Linked DNA regions of Rattus norvegicus: region 2 is linked to region 1. A link is a contact called in public Hi-C data. All regions are on one chromosome and are shown on one strand. The core of a region is the stretch at or near the end of the contact, and the rest is flanking DNA. Distances in the headings are between cores, read along the strand shown.

What was found. Hi-C and Micro-C count contacts between places; a contact is called where the count stands out from the background.
Region 2: a Hi-C map of Schwann cells shows a contact between it and region 1, with 4 times the contacts expected there. The contact joins the promoter of Dnajc27 here to the enhancer-like site in region 1. A contact is called at or near these places in 12 of 12 Hi-C or Micro-C datasets (the A7r5 cell line, the Rat2 cell line, Schwann cells and 7 more) and 1 of 1 datasets of contacts at active chromatin or transcription factors (oligodendrocytes).

The regions. Positions count from the first base shown.
Region 1 is chr6:32,689,709-32,694,122 of GRCr8, reverse strand. It overlaps Efr3b (EFR3 homolog B), which reads left to right. Exons shown (of 23, transcript NM_001427261.1): 5 at 4,078-4,199. Among named protein-coding and RNA genes, the nearest start is that of Pomc, 33 kb to the right of the region's middle. Within about 2 kb of position 1,737, at least 22 of the 93 cell types and tissues checked have an H3K27ac peak or open chromatin away from gene starts, as enhancers often do. A contact at or near this core is called in Schwann cells and kidney, where this site is marked.
Region 2 is chr6:32,786,231-32,790,644 of GRCr8, reverse strand. Dnajc27 (DnaJ heat shock protein family (Hsp40) member C27) reads right to left here and starts at 2,410. Exons shown (of 7, transcript NM_206845.2): 1 at 2,148-2,410. The coding sequence starts at 2,234.

The DNA.
Region 1 (4,414 bases), core at 488-2,987:
GACCGTGGCATGCTATGATTTATGAGAGAAGATATAATAGGGCTTGATGAGAAGTCCCACTATTGTGTTTATCTAAATGTTCACGGATGTTCTGGCTGCTTTCTTTAATCTCTTGCCTTTTGTCTTGGTTCCTCCCCTTAGTGCATACTTTAAGCTTAAATTTATATGCAACTAGTCTATAGCTTTAGTAAGTGTGTGTGTATGTGTGTGTGTGTGTCTGTGTCTGTGCGTGTCTGTGCGTGTCTGTGCGTATCTGTGCGTATGAGTGTGTGTGTGTGCGTGTGTGTGCATGGGCATAGACATTCCACAGTGAACATGTGGAAGTCAGAGGACAACTCACAAAAGTTAGTTCTCTTCTTAAGACCTTGTTGGTCCTGGGGGTTGAACTTGGGTCGTCAAGCTTAGCAGCAAGCCCCTGGACTTACTGAACCATCTTGCTCTAAATTTTTATCACACAGGTCAGGAATTTTCTTTCCTCCTGCTCTACGGAAGAGTTGCTTTAACAGAAGAAAGTCCTCTAAGTTTCCTTTGCAGGACCCAACGCCCTTCCCTTCCTTTTCCCTTTTCACCAGCTGCCTTTGACAAATTACATACACTGTAGCAAAGGGTGAAGCCCTTTGTCATGTTGCCCCGGCAACAGCTTCTCGGACTGCTTTAGTTGTCTTGTTTAAGATAACTACAGTCTGGGAAAGAGCATCTGCATGGAAAATAAACTAGACGCCCTGGATGCGTGGAGGCCGCAACTACAGAGGCAGGCGGTTGGCCGTTCTTGTCTCTCTCAATGCAAATCCTAGCTTAGGACAGGTATTCCTCGGAATTCCCAGTGATTTGTCACCTCTGACCAATGAAATGGTGGCTGTGCTATGACCATGAAGATTAGCAGGGTTGGCCACACTAAGTGAGACAGGTGCAGTGGGCGGGGATTCCTTCAGAGGCAGTCTGAGCACTGTCCTTCATCTGGATGTTCTGACCAGCTGCCAGGACCCTCAGAAGAGCTCTGCTTCACATCAGTTTAGACTGTAGACCATTTCAGACTGGGACCCTGGTGCCCACCTTGCTCTGCCTTGGGGTGGTTGGCCTGGGGGTGTCACGATGATCTTACAGGGATCTGAGGCTTTGTGGGAGCTAAGGAGTCTGGAGGGAGAGAAAGGAGAGGCTTCCAACTCCTTTTAACTATGTGTTTTAGGCACTGAATCGCTTTTAACTTAGTTAAGGTTTTGCTGTCAGGAGAAGAAAAGAGAAAGCAGATATGGTAGGATACGCTGTAGCCACAGCATTCAGTGGGTCATGGCCAGAGGATATTGAGTTTGAGGCCAGCCTAGGCTACATAGTAAAGACCTTATTGCAACAACAGCCATTAAAAAAAAAAAAAAAAAAAAAAAAAAGTAAGGAGAAGCAGACAGTATAAAAGTCAAAACAGCAATGGCTATGAGACCCTTCCTGTCACTTGACTGTCTTAGAGGGGCAGAAGTACTTCTTCCCCCCCCCCGGGGGGGGGTAGAGGCAGTGAAAAGACCTTCAGCCCCAAGGCTGCAAGAGAAGTGAGGTCCTGCCTCTGCCCCAAGTCCATCTACTGCCCTGTTTTTGACCATGGAAAGTTACCGAGGACCAGAGCCATCTGTAGAAGAGGGAAAAGCTGACTCTGCTTGGAGACACTTTGTTGGTGCCAGAGTGTACGCATCCAGGCTTTGTCCGGCCCTGGGAGAGCTGTTTGTGCAGAGTCACTATTTGGAGTAGGCTCCCTCTTTGTTTACCAAGCTCTTAATCACCCCCGGTTTTCTGCACATCTGTGAGAGGCATTGTGAGGGCTGGTGATCCACTCCAGCAAGCTTGGTGCCCTGTGTTACAGAGAAAGAGCTGGAACTTTGAACTTGAAGGGGTGGCCCTAGCGGTGTTCCTGGCCTTTGAAGTGTCCTGTGTTCCGAGCTGTCAGTTTGTTGTCATGGAAACCTTCTTCACCACTGCTTTATCAGAGAGAGAGAGAGAGAGAGAGAGAGAGAGAGAGAGAGAGAGAGAATCTCAGCTTCAACCAATGTCTGGTACCATAAATCTGCTCTAAAACCTATGTCTGGAGAGCGCACAGTCCCCAGGGGCAAACCTACTACTACTGTTTCCCTAACCAGACACAGTATCAAACTGCCCTCTAAATTCCTATCTCTCCACCCATTGTTAGCACAGCTCTCAGTCCTCCGCAGAGAGGCTTCTCTGTATGGTGGATGATGGTTGAGGTGCCCAACCACAAATGGAGATTCCGTATTACCCCCCTTTCCACCAAGGCTCAGGAACCATCTCAGAAGAGGGAGGAGAAAGATTGTAAGGGACATAGATAGGGAGGACCAGAACGAAACAGGACCAAAGGGCTCATCCACTCCCAGCAACTGTCCCTGTCTACTCAAGATCCGTACAAGAGCAAACCAGTCTACAGTCCGGCAGGGAGCGGGGAGAGGCCTAAAGAGCCCCAACCCTCGCTTAGGAACTATTGTTAGTTGGTGGCTTCTGGGAGAGGGAGATTCAGGTTTGGGTGGGGATGAGGGTTTGCTTCTTTCTTTGCTTTTTAATGGTGTGAGCTCTGGTAGGTTGACCATGCTCCAATGGATGGCCCCATACCCATGAGTATAGGAGCAGCACAATTGGAACTCAGTGAAGTTTTAGAAAACAGAGGACATGTTGGGATGCTGTGGGAGGCATGGAAGGCAGAACCGGGAAGAATCAGGGACGGGGGCAGGGCTGAATAAAAATGCTGTTTGCATGTACGAAATTCTCAAAAAATTAATAAAAAATTTAAAACTATAATAAATGAGATTCAAGGATGCTGTTAATTTGCACTTAGGGTAAAGTTAACTTTCAAGTAGTTAAACAGATACAGTTTGGCAATTAATACGAAAGTATATCAACTGGATACTTTGAGAAAAGTGTAAGTTTTGTTTGTTTGTTTGTTTGTGTTTTTTTGGGGGAGGGGACAGGGTTTTTCTGTATGTAGTCCAGGAACTCGCTCAGTAGACCAGGCTGACCTTGAACTCAGAGATCCACCTGCCTGTGCATCCTAAGAATTGGGATTAAAGGCGTGTGCCACCACTGCCTGGCTTCAATATGTATATTTTTTAAACTGTCCAATATTTAGGAAATTGTAAGATGTGCTGTAAATCTAAGCCCTCTTTTTGAGGTGGGATCTTATGCAGTCTCAAACTTGCTCTGTAGACTTCTCATCCTCCTGCCTCCACCTCCTGAGTGCTGGGATGACAGCCTGGGCTGCCACACTCAGTTTATCCGGCTCTGGGGGCGGAGCCCAGGGCTTATGCTGCTAAGTAAGCACTCTGTCCTCTGAGCTCTATCTCCAACCCATTAGTCTAATCTTCTTGTAGAGTTGTTTGGGGGATGCTAGCATTTATGTCATCAAACAAAATAAATTATATTAGGTTTTTTTTTTAGCAGCTTATTTTGTATGTAGCGCTTGCTTCTCTGGGGGGACTTGATTGAAATGGATTCCCTCTTTAGAGCTGGAAGCGTAAGGTGCAGTACAATCCAGCAGCTGAGATGAGATGAGAGCTAAAGCCAGGCACAGAGGCAAACACCTGTAATCCTAGCGACTGGGAGGTAAGGGGAGCAGGATCAAATTCAAGGCCAACATCTGCCACACGAAATCCTGTCTCAAAGAGAAAGAGATGAGGAGGGAGGGAGTCTACCAAAATGTGTTTGAACTCCAAGCACGCCAAACTCCAACTGTAAAATGTGCTTCCAGTTTTCATGTCATATGTTCAGATTTGCTCTCCTGTTCCAGATCTCGGTCAAGGAGGTGCTCTGTGCTTTGACCCAGCTCCCCCTCAAGTCCCCTCATGTGCCAGCTGCTCCCCAGATGTCTGGGTCTGTGGCTTTTTTTTTTTTTTTTTTTTTTTTGGTTCTTTTTTTCGGAGCTGGGGACCGAACCCAGGGCCTTGCGCTTCCTAGGTAAGCGCTCTACCACTGAGCTAAATCCCCAGCCCCCGGTCTGTGGCTTTTTTGTAGCAGGTGCTTGGGACACTCAGAACCACGGGGCAGCATGACTGCCTCTCATGTACCTTCTCTCCCTCTGTCCGGCAGTTTGTGAAGTTCGCCAACATTGAAGAGGACACCCCCTCCTATCATCGAAGCTATGACTTCTTTGTGTCCCGATTCAGTGAAATGTGCCACTCAAGCCACGATGACTTGGAAATCAAGACTAAGTGAGTACTGGGAGTCAAGGGGCCTCTGGAGTACCCAGTAGTCTCACCAAGGGCCTTGAAGGGCTTCAGCCCCAGATGACCAATCTGCCTTCCTTGACTCTCCTTCAGGCCGCTGCTGCCAGAGTGGGTGGCTGTCAATCAGAATTCCCAGCAGATGGGAAGGGGAGGAGACAGAAAACAGGGCAAAATTTAAGATAATGGTCTCCTGAGCTGAA
Region 2 (4,414 bases), core at 1,161-3,660, 96 kb before region 1:
TACAAGTCAAAGAAGTCTGGAGTGAAAGGTCACGTAGTATATGACTCCATTCACATGAACTCGCCCAAACAGGCAAATCCATAGAGGCAGGAAGTGAGTTAATGGCTAGGGGAACTAGGGAGAGTCTGTTAATTGCTGGGGCTTGTTCCCTCCAGGGGATGATGAAAATATTCTACAACTGATCAAGGTAGTGGTTTCATAACTCTGTGAATGAAATGAAAATCAATCAACTGTATTTTTGAAATAAGTGAACTCTATGTGAATTCTATCACATGAAGACTTACTTTAAAATGTTTAAGCTCAATTTTAACTGTGTGCATGTGTATGTCTGTGGATGCAGGTGTCAGTAGAGTACAGAAGAGGGCATCAAATCCCTAGAGAGAGACAGGCAATGCTGAGCCATCTAATTTGAGGCAGCTGTTGGGAACCGAATGCTGGTCCTCTGCAGGAGTCCAAAGTGCTTCTACTTGCTGAGCTCTCTCAGGCCGCATTGAGCCTGGCAGCTTTTGGAATCTGATTCTCTCCTCCTACCCTGGGTTCTGGAGCTGAACTCAGGCCACTAGGCTTATACAGTTAGGGTTTTCACACCAGCTCAGCCCCGAGGGCTTATTCCTTCTCTGGGCAACTTGAGAGTTCTCTGTGCCCCTCATCTAAACTCAATTCAGCTTCTTGCCCTGGCAGTCAATGCACCCCAAAGTCCCATGCCAATTTTCAAAGTCTCCTCGGACCTGGACCTGAAATTACCTAATACCCTCACTCATCAGCGACCTTGTATCTCTTTACATACTATGTTAATTTTGAAAACATATTTCTTTAAAATAATAGTGAATAAACCAGTGGCTACAGTTTCATTTAATGTATTAAGCACATTTTCCAAAACTGTCCAACATTTATCTACACGGAAAGCCAAAATTTAGGTAGTGAAGGGAGTTTTAATCAAGTGCTTGGTGTCATTCTCCAGTGGCTAGCCATCTTTCTTTTTGAGACAACGTCTCTCGGGACCCGAGGCTTGCTGATTAGGCTGGGTTACTTGGTCAGTGGGTCCCAGAATCCAACCATCTGTGCTTGCTTAGCACTGGGATTAAAAGATTTTTTCAGGGGTTCTGGATGTGAAACTGCTCTCCATGTTTGCACAGCACCAACTGATCTATACTCCCAACTCTCTCTGCTTTTTAAAAGAGAGTTGGAAAATAGTTAGTAGTCAATAAATGTTAATCTTCAGCGAACGTTTTGTTAACACGTACACGAAGGTACTTAAGTAGAATGGGAGCGTGCTAAATAGTAAAACACCAATAAATATTTGCTGAGCGTCTTCTAGTGCAGGGCACTGGTTTATATAGTATGTACACTTTCTCTTTAGAGGCCTTCTGCATTTGGTTTACTGAAGGACTCCTCTTCTGATCCCTTCCCTGTCACTGTCTGTCGACCTTGGGAATTCTTAACCAAGTTTCCGCACATTAAGGGAAGAAAACGAGTAATACGCATCTAAATTCATTTAGGGAAAGCCTTAAGTCACCCTGCCTTTCCCATCTGAGAGGAAGTTTAATAGCTTATAAGCAGCAGATGGAACACTCTGAAAGATTTTTTTTTAAAGGCTTCTCCGAGAAAAATGGATGTGGCAGTATGAGAAATTAAAAACGCAGGATCCTGGGTGGCCAGTGCAAGTCTCCAGAAACATACTGGGTTGTTATGCTCTGGTGATGGGAATATAGGCTCCCAGGCTGATCAGGGCTACATGTTTCAGAATCTAGCATCCCTTTAAATCTGGATGCCTCACTGCCTCACTTTAAACAGCAAGGCTGGCAACCACTCTCCCCAACCCTCTCCCTGAAAAAAGATTTGATACGTAAACTGATCATCCGACATTGGAACCTAGGCCTCCTTACTACCTCCAAAATACAATCAAAGATCAGAGGCCACCCCAGACACCTTCTTAGGAACAGTGACGTCAGCAAAGAGCCAGCAACCCAAAGGTCAAAAAGGTCAGGATTGTTTTCTTCTGGAGGCCGCAAGCCCCAGTGAGCTCAGGATGCTGAGCAGACAGCGAGGAGGCGGAGCTTCAGGCTGTTGAGTGGTGGCTCTGCTAGCCAATGGGTAGGTCGCTCTGGCACGCGGAGGTCCTGCCCCTCACAGCACGCGGTACTCACTTTCCCCACTTCGGCGTTGCCCATGGAGATGACTTTGATGCGGAGGGACTTGAGGGGCTCCTTCCGCTTCGGCACGTTGGACTCCATTGCCTTCGCTCTGCTGGGGCCGCGGGTTCTGGTGTCCTTAAGCACCCAGCCAGCCCGTCCCTCAGGCCTCCTCGCCCAATGACGGAGCCGCTGCGCTCGTCACCACCCTGGCTCCGCGGCTCGCCATCCCCACCGCTGCCTGGCCGCGGACGGACGCGGGCGGTTGGGAAGCGGCGAGCCGCGGAGGGCGAGCGGAGTCTCGCGATGACAGCGCGCCGTGACGTCATTGCGGGGCCCAGGAGGACTGGGTCTTGGGGTCCTGCTGGTGCGCTATTAGTGTTTCCTTTCCTGGCCCCAGAATTGGTCTGCACTTAATGGCAGAAATAGAGTGGTTGTCAGGGGGAGTTTTTGAAATTTAGTGTAAGGCCCAGTCATGCCAAAGGCTTTTTTTCTGGAATCTTTGCCGATGGATGCCTCGCTGCCATCCTCCTTTCCATCAATACAGTGACCTGGGGATTTCTGCAGAGGACTGATCTTAGGATCACAGTGGATACTGCGGATGTCCCAGTCACTCAAAGACGGTTTCCAAGCAAACGCTTTAATCCTGGCACTCAGGAGGCAGAGGCAGGCGGATCTCTATGAGTTCAAGGCCAGGTGGGGCAGTATTGTGCAATCTTGTTTCCAATAAAGATACAAAAACCTTTATAAATTTTATATGTATAAAAATCTTATGTATGGGGGTTGGGGATTTAGCTCAGTGGTAGAGCGCTTGCCTAGCAAGTGCAAGGCCCTGGGTTCGGTCCCCGGCTCCGAAAAAAAGAAAAGAAAAAGAAAATCTTATGTATGTGAGTACACTGTTGCTGTCTTCAGAAACTCCAGAAGAAGGATCCCATTATAGATGGTTGTGAGCTACCACGTGGTTGCTGGGAATTGGAACTCAGAACCTCTGGAAGAGCAGTCAGTGCTCTTAACCACTGAGCCATCTCTTCAGCCACCTGTATAAAACTCTTTATGCAATGTATGCACACCCTCAGCCTATTTGTCACCTCTACATTATCCGTCCCACTGTCTTAGGGTTACTATGGCTGTGAAGAAACACCATAACCAAAGCAACTTGGGGAGGAAAGTGTTTAACCTGGCTTACACTTCACTGTTCATCGTCAAAAGAATTTAGGATAGGAACTCAGAGAGGAAAGGAACCTGAAGGCAGGAGCTGATGCAGGGGCTGTGGAAGAATACTACTTAGGAGCCTGCCCCTCATGGCTTTGTTCAGTCTGCTTCCTATAGAAGTGAGTTTTCTTGGCTTCCACCCCAAACCCAGCCTAGCCAGCATAACTACTCAGTACAAGGTAAATGCTGTTACAGTGTAAATGCTATTACTATGTAAATAGTTACTTTATATTGTTGCCCTTTTAGGGAATAATTTTAAAAAGTACATGTTTAGAACACAATCACATCTCATCCCCTCCTCTCCTGATTATTCTTAATGGATTGCTGCTTCTAGTTTCAGACAGCCTGCAAAAGCAGGGAGCCATCTTAACATCATGCTAAGAAGGTAGCATCAGATGAGAAGAGGGAGTCCGACCCTGGCTCTGGAAAAGGACCTTGAACAAGACTCTTTCCTTGTTAAAAACCAGAGTTGCCTTTTGGAGCAGAGGCAGCAGGGGAGAGAGGTGTTAGTTTCCCCTCTCTAGCATAGGTTTTGTGGGGTTCTGACATCTGCCTACATCCCAGCTTAACCAGAACCTTGTTCTCTCTTTCCCCTTACCTGACAAGACAAGGTATAATCATAAATTCTAAGATAACTTGCTATTGCAGAAAGCAAGTGTTTGAATGAAAGTCAGTCTGGCAGACACACTATTCTTTTAGTCAATAATTTCAGTTACAGATGTAAACAGAGCTTGACAAATGATTATCTCATGCCCTGGGGAAAGATGGCTGCCAATTTCTCAGTAATTGCAAGGTGAAGAAGTCTCCTGCCCCCACAGTGCTTTTGACATCTTAAACCAAGTCTGGGAAGACACCGTGAAGACTGGAGTCATCAGTAGTTACTAAAGTCAGTTTCAAGCATGTTTAATTTAAAATGTTAAATGCTTTTTTGGAAAAAGAAAAAAGATAGAACCTTTTTCAATAATTGACATCACAACGTAATACGTGGCCATGGGAAATTCTGTAGGAGATGGCCAGCTTCCGGGTTTCGGCACCATCTGATCAGTTTATTTCTCAGCTGCCAGTGAAAT